Regions from separate parts of the Danio rerio genome. Here region 2 is linked to region 1. Evidence: chromatin contacts called from public Micro-C data. All regions are on one chromosome and are shown on one strand. Each heading gives the region's core, a stretch centred on a gene start, on an enhancer-like site or on the middle of the called end of the contact. The rest is flanking DNA. Distances are from core to core; before and after follow the strand shown.

Region 1 (3,882 bases), core at 914-3,413:
ATGTATGCTCTGTGTAGTTTGTCTGTAATTGGTACCATATCAGAGACTGTAATGGTCAGTATGTGTTCATATATGTTGCATTAATTTATTTATTTATTTTATATAATTGCAGACATTACAGTAGGCTTAATAAGGTAGGGTTAATTAGTCAACAAGTAGGCTATTTTACATCTCTGATATGCAGTTATAATCAAATCATGTTTTTAAAAAGGGTATTATTGAACATTTATACACAAGTAAAGCATCTGTTTTGTGAAATGACCTTCTTAAATGATACGTGAACAGCTTGTACAGTTTTATTTTGACATTCCTCTAGCGAGAATGACATTGACTGCAACTTTCTGCCGTACACCACACCCACCAGTGGAGTAGAAACACAAGCCTGATAAAGGTAAATCATACTGTAGCATTCTTTCTCATTTTCTTTCTCATTATGTACTTAATAACAAAAGATTTACTACATGATCTCACGTTGTTTCCATGTCACTTCTCATGTATGTTTGGTTGTGAGAAGTAGTTTGTGGACTGAGAAAAAGTTGTCGGCGATTCTTCCTTTTTTAAAGTCATTCAGAGTGATCCGTCCTGCAGAGAAAACACAGCACAGACAGAACGCTAGTCCAGATAGTCATGCAGTGTGAAAACATCTTTCAAGAGATCACACTTAGCTGATGATTGATAATAAAGCTTGTTTGGCATGCTGTCCAAGGAGAGAGCCCTGAGCTTATAAGATCCTCGAGCCCGGGGCTCCCTCCCGTTTGCAAGGCGAGAGGGGAGTTTGAGCTCAGATAGATCTCGAGAACTCCCCTGCTGTAATAGCTAATGAACAGATAGTGATTGCTCTTAAGAGATAACCATTTACTAGGAGCATGTCTATGATGCCGATTTGGATTAGTCAATTGACTTAAGTTGCTTGTTTTTTGACGATTCAAAAAACACACAGAAACTCCACACAGAAACGTCGGCTGACTTGGTACGGTCTAGAACCAATGACGTTCTTGCTGTGAGGCACAAGTGCTAACCACTGGACCACTGTGCCACCCATCTAGGAAAGGAGGAGAAGTGGGGGTGGAAGGGGGGATTCTTCAAAATAAAGATGGATCTTGGGGTATTTATAGTGGCTTAATAATCGTCTTATTGGTGAATTATCAATTGAATGATGCGGGGCCGGCTGCAAGCAGTCATAAGCACGTGATCCTCTCGAAATTAGTTTATAATTAAACTTTATGTAATGTAACAACTTTAAAAATTGTTCAGTCTGAATGAGGCATCACTTTTTTATTTTGGCTAGAATGAAAGCAGTTTTTTAATTAAAAAAAACGTTTTAAGGTCTAATATTAATATTATTAAGCAATATTTTAATTGATTGTCTATAGAACAAACCATCCTTATACATTACATTATACCTTATACATCATTATACCTAATTATACATTATACATCATTATACCTAATTATCCTAATGATCCTAACTAACCTTTAAATGTCTCTTTAAGCTGAATATCTTGAAAATATCTAGTCAAATATTCTGTATTGTCATCATGGCAAAGATAAAAGAAATCAGTTATTAGAAATGAGTTATTAAAACTATTATGATTAAAAATTTTATTTCCATCAAACAGAAATTGTGCAAAATAATGTACAGGGGGGCTAATAATTCTGACTTCAACTGTATATGATATAGGTCAAAAGCAGAACGAGCGGGTGGTTCAATATTTTTATGCTCCATAGTTACTCATAGAGAGAGCTGGAAGCTTCATCTGGGGTTTCACAGGTAAAAAAAAAAAGGATCCAAGCTTCTTCTGATGGTGTCAATCAAGGGTCAGAATCCTATCAGATGGGAAATAAGGGCTCAAGTGGAATTCTCCCGTAGCTCAGGTTAAGAGCCACATCACCTCAGCATGGATAAAAACGGATCAAATACAGAGAAAGTTCCAGAAACAAACCCGGATCAGAGAAGATATTATTGTCCGCGCCCCGTTATCTACTCTGCAATAGGTGTTTTCATTGCGGCACTGTTTTTATGAACAGGATGTTGTGTAAGAGGCGTCTAATAAAGGCTCTTTTATCGGGTAAAAGGAATTTACTCAACTTGAACTTGAGATAAAATGTTACCTTGCGCAAGCTGCCACATGGAGGAATTCCATGCATAGTTACACGTCTGCAAGTATGCAACTCGCGAGAAACATCCAGAGCACACACTGTGGTGATGCAATGCAGGATGCCAGTGTGTCTTTGTCATATTGGGATTGAAACACAGGCGAAGTCAGAATTATTAGGCCCCTGTATATTTACTCTGTTTAACAGAGATAATGTTTTTTTTTTTCAACATATTTCGAAGCATAATAGTTTTAATAACTCATTTCTAATAGTATTTTACCAGATAAGATACAAGCATTTAGCTTAAAATGACATTTAAAGGCTTAACTAGCTTAACTAAACAAGTTAGGGTAATTAGGCAAGTCACTCACTATATAACAGTGGTTTGTTCTGTAGACAATCGAAAACAAATATTGCTAAAGGGAGCAACTAATATTGACCTTAAATTGGTTATAAAAAAATTAAAAGCTGCTTTTATTCTAGCCGAAATAAAACAAATAAGACTTTCTCAAGAAGAAAAAACATTATAAGAAATACTGTGAAAAAATTGTGCTGTTAAACAAAAACAGGACGTCATTGTCATGCGGATGGATCTACTACGCAAATCACAGTAGTGCAAAGTGCAAATAACAAGGTAGTGTTTAGTTTATTTTCATAAACATAGAGGCATGTAACATTTGTCTATTTTAAGCTGCAATCTGACACAAACACAAAGCACAGACTCACAAACAACGAACCAGCAACGACATGAGGGTAGAGAGCACAATGTAAAGGGAGGGAAACACACAAGGACCAGGTGAAGACAGTTACACTAATGGTGAATAGATGAGGGCTAAACAATGGTGTGTGGTAAGGGGAAACAAATATGCAGGAAGAGAGTACCACATGGCAAACAAAAACAAAGACTGAGCCATGTGTTCAAACTCAAGACAAACATAGAAATATGTAATTAAGACAGCACAAACTATCTAACAAAACCATGACAACTTTATGGACTCTAGGTACAAACAGCACCTTTAAAAAAACACCTCACTGATAGCTTTACCACCTAGCTTGCTGTATTCCTGAGCAGCACCAAAATAAGACCCATTCAACACTCTTAACCAATCATATTCAATCACCGTCTATATTTTTTGTGACACTATATTATGCATGTTCTAATTGTAATTGGCCTCTGAATTGAATGACAAATTAAAAACGTGAAGACATTAGTCATCATGTGCTAACAAATAAGTGTGACACCATCCATGAGCTGTAACGCAGATGCAATCGGCTTCCTGCACGCTGTATTATCAGTGTATGTGCGGTCGTCATGGCAACCGAGCTGAAACTGGGACAGAGAGTATGTCTGGTATGCTTGTACATGTTAAAAGCATTCAGAGAACGGCTGACCCACACAGATACTATCTGCAATCGTCATTAGCCTTATATGGTAACGGGATGTCGGAGGATTACCGTGCGTTCATTGACAGAACCTGCTGAAAGACTTCTCCGAGCATGCAACCTTGTTAGTTAAGAATGCAAAGTTATAACAGCCTAGAGTGCAGGATGTCCTTTCAATTCGAGGTGTGTAAACATCTCATTTGTTGGTATATATAATTACTGTTCCAATGGCATTTACTAATACAACCCAAAGGCCCTGATTTACTTCGAGATAAGTTTTTTTTTTTTTTAAAGCCTCAAATAAGCACAAGTGGTATACTGTTAGCAAACTCCGGGATGCTTAAGTTTCCATCCTTTTATTTGCAATTAAATACTAATCTAATTATGACCAACTACATATCA
Region 2 (3,882 bases), core at 945-3,444, 180 kb after region 1:
GGTATAAACATGTATAATAAGCTATAATTTAAAGGGAAAGGTTAAAGGAATTCATTCACTCACTCATTCATTCATTCATTCATTCATTTTCCCTTAGCTTAGTCCCTTTGTTAATCAGGGGTTGCCACAGCAGAACAAACCACCAACTTATCCATCATGTGTTTTACACAGCGGAGGCATATCCAGCTGCAACCCAGTACTGGGAAATATCCATACACACTTATACACAAGGGCCAATAATTATAATTATTTTTTCAGTTCACCTATAGTGCAATTGTTTGGACTGTGGGGGAAACCAGAGCATCCGGAGGAAATCCATGCGAGCACACGGAGAACATGCAAACTCCACACAGAAACACCAACTGACCCAGAAGGGACTCGAACCAGCATCGTTCTTGCTGCGAGGCGACAGTGCTAACCACTGAGCCACCATGTCGCTCGGTTAAAGAAATCATGCTTTAGATATACAAATACATAACACATGCATGTCATGGTGCAATGCATTGCATAACTACTTAACATTTCTATTGAACTTTTTTCAAGAGTGTTCACTTGATGATTGATTATAAAGGATATTTGGCATGCTTTCCCAGGAGAGACCCCTAAGCTCAAAATATCCTCGAGCCCAGGGCTCCTTCCTGCATTGAAATGGGTTGAATTTAATCAAACAAATTAAGTGTATTAATGTTCAACTTAATTTGTTTGTTTAAATCCAACTCAAATAAATTGTTTACAACCACTTAACGTAAAAGAATTTAGTAAATCAAAGGAATCATCTTTGAATATTTATTTTCAGTGTGTTTGAAGGGCGAGAGGGGAGTTTGAGCTCAGGTAGGTCTCGAGAACTCCCCTGCTTGTGAATGTGTTAGGAATAGCTGAGCTATAGCTGACTATGGGGTGTCTAAGATGCTACTTTAAAGTAGCATGAGGAAACCCATGCGAGCACGGGGAGAAAATGCAATCCCGCACAGAAACGCTGACTGGCCCGGAGAGGGGTCGGAGTGCTCATCTGTATTGGCGCAATATGTGAAGCTGATGCGGGATCAATCATAAGTACGTGATCCTCTCGAAATTAGTTTACTCTTAAACCACACTTCTTTGTTTGACAGTTAAATGCAAACACTTACATGTAAACAAATCCAGAGAAATTTTTTTTGGGGGGGAAATAATCCTCGATTACATAAAAAAACCAAGTCATCTGCGAATAACACAATGGATAGCAGTGTTTTTGAATGGATCTTCTGCACACACACATACACACACCCACACACCCCTCACTAGGGGCTCCGTGCCTTCATGGTGAATCATCAGGGCAGGTCTGGGTTTGGTTGGGTGTGTGTATGTGTATGTGTGTGTGACCAAACAGTCCCCTTAACTCTAGTAAATTGTGACCTTGTGGAGACATTTTTTGGTCCCCATGAGGAACAGAGCTCATAAATCATCCAGAATGAAGTATTTTGAAAATGTAAAAGAGCAGAATGCGTCCTGAGAGGGTTTGTGGTAGGGGAGGAGGACAGAATTTACATCATGTACAGTATAAGCAGCATTGTGTCTATGAGAAGTCCCCATAAGATATGAAAATACAATGTGTGTGTGTGCGTCTATGTGTGTGTGTGTGTGTGCACGTGTTTAGGTTTGTATTTTTGTGTGTTTATGTGCACGTGTTTGTGTGTGCATGAGTTAGTGTGAAATTTTGTGTGTGTGCATGTGAATATATGTGTGTGTGTGAATGTCTGTGTACTTGTGTGTGTCTGTGAGTATGTGTGCGTGCCTACTTGTGTCTTTGCATTTGTGTGTGTGAGTTTGTGTGTGTCTATGTATATGCGTGCATATATACATGCGTATGTGTGTGTGTACATGTGTGTTTGTATGTGTGTGTTTGTGTGCGTATATGTGTGTTCGAGTGTTCACACATATGTGAAATTGTGTGTTAGTGTGCGCGTGCGTATGTACTGTAAAAACGTATGTGTGTGTTTGTGTGTACATGCGAATATATGTGTATGTATGTGTGTGTGCCTGTGTGTGTATGTGTGTGTTTGTGTGTACATGCATATATATGTGTACTGTATATATGTGTGTGCCTGGGTGTGTGTATGTGCGTGTTTGTGTGTGTGTGTGTGTGTGGGAGGGCCGGAGCAGGGATATCCCTTCATGGTTGTATGAGTGTGACTCATTGAAGCCGCTGCTTACAGACAGAACAGCATGTCCTGTTTTGCGTTACCACAGGAAGTCCATTGCAGGATATAGCAATGCCTCACTATCACGCCACTCACACAAAAATGCACACATGCAACCGCACACGTACACAAAGACAATTCTCAACCAGCTACTCTTCAGACCACAACAAACAAAACAAGTCGACTCCAAGAACACACATCTACATGTATTGTAAGGCACTGCAGCTTTTAGTTGAAGTGAACACGATAGTTAGAGTAAAACATTGTGAAACTTGTGGTGTGTTTGTGATGTGAAGCTCTCGGTATGAGATTCATGAAACACGACTCATGATAAAAGCTGAAAGACTTGTATAGAAGCAGGTTAATGAGGCAGTATTTTAGGGTAACGCAATTTCGTAATATTCTGCAGAAAGAGGCTGTTAAACAACACAAACAAACCCTGCTCTGGCCAATGCATAATGAGAAACATCTGTTCCTGTCCGGCCTGGCTAGAGGTCTCACATTTAAGCGTTATGACGGTTTCCAATGCCCTCCTCGGCTTGAACATCCATCCCCACGCTGACTTGAGCAACTCTTTTTGAAGTCGGGAAGAGGAACAATCGCAGATCTGTGAAGAACCAAACTTTTTGTTGTAACAGCACGCTTATGAAACACAAGTCGAAAACACTCATAAAGTTTTAATGAACTTAATGGATGACTATTGAAACCGGGGCTTTTGAGGTGAGGCGAAAACGGGGCGATAAGTTCAAATCCAAGACAGATCATCAAATGCCTTGGTTGTGTAATTCAAATGAAGTCAAGTATACTATGTGTATACTGTATACAATGGAAATGTTTGTATGTTTATAGCTTGAGCAGCTTTACAAAGAAAACAGGCAAGAAATAGAAATGAAGTTGCATCAATGTGAAACCAGTTGAGTGGGATTCAGTTCTACAGAATGCAGATTTAGTTAACCCTATGGTTCCATCCTCCTTTTAATGCATATTTTGGAGTATAGCATAAAAAAATGCAACACAGACTCACTGTGAAAACATATCCCCGTATACGTTTCTGGAGAGCACGATTTATTTAGCCAGAGCTATGTCTGGCTGCATTTTGTCTTTAAAATTAACAATACAGCGCAGTATGACACTGCCAATGGCTTCTATTTCTTTTCACGCTAATAGCTGACCAATTACCACCACGTATGTCGGAGGACTTGAGACAGAATGCAGAGTTGACCGTAACAATGGAATTTGAGTCCGGCGAAGAACGGTTCCAGAAAGCAGGTAAATAAAAAAAAGCCAAATAATAAAATAAACAAGTAAATAACAGGGTGAGAAAGTGGTCAGATCTGAAAAGAAGGTAAAAATCAGGCAGCCGCAAGGACTTTTCTTTTTCTAGATTGCTTTAGAAAACACTATTGGTTGGGTTTAGGGAAGGGGGTGGGTGAAGGGATTGGTCAGCCAATCAGCTAGTCAGTCTGTTAGTCAGTCAACAGCTCCCTCTGGTGGATTTGTGAAAAACAAAAACTGCAACAAAAAAAGGCTCCTTCTTAGACATATTTTGCACTCTACAGAAATGTATACAGAGTTATGTATCCATAACGAGATTAGGTTGAAAATGTGTGTTATGTGTTTAGTTATTAAAAGGGTGAGACGATTTTCTGATGCTGGGTGAAATAGAAGAAACAATGATAACGGATATGTGAAACAAAAGTAGTCA

The links. Hi-C and Micro-C count contacts between places; a contact is called where the count stands out from the background.
Region 2: a contact with region 1 is called in a Micro-C map of caudal fin, with 2.0 times the contacts expected there. The contact joins two enhancer-like sites. A contact is called at or near these places in 1 of 18 Hi-C or Micro-C datasets (caudal fin) and 1 of 4 datasets of contacts at active chromatin or transcription factors (caudal fin).

The regions. Positions count from the first base shown.
Region 1 is chr24:4,267,543-4,271,424 of GRCz12tu, forward strand. The region is part of intron 1 of adarb2 (adenosine deaminase RNA specific B2 (inactive)); the gene reads right to left. The region is part of intron 4 of LOC141380808 (a long non-coding RNA gene); the gene reads left to right. Among named protein-coding and RNA genes, the nearest start is that of adarb2, 53 kb to the right of the region's middle. Within about 2 kb of position 2,164, at least 17 of the 62 cell types and tissues checked have an H3K27ac peak or open chromatin away from gene starts, as enhancers often do. A contact at or near this core is called in caudal fin, where this site is marked.
Region 2 is chr24:4,450,862-4,454,743 of GRCz12tu, forward strand. No RefSeq gene overlaps it. Among named protein-coding and RNA genes, the nearest start is that of ccny, 110 kb to the right of the region's middle. Within about 2 kb of position 2,195, at least 37 of the 62 cell types and tissues checked have an H3K27ac peak or open chromatin away from gene starts, as enhancers often do. A contact at or near this core is called in caudal fin, where this site is marked.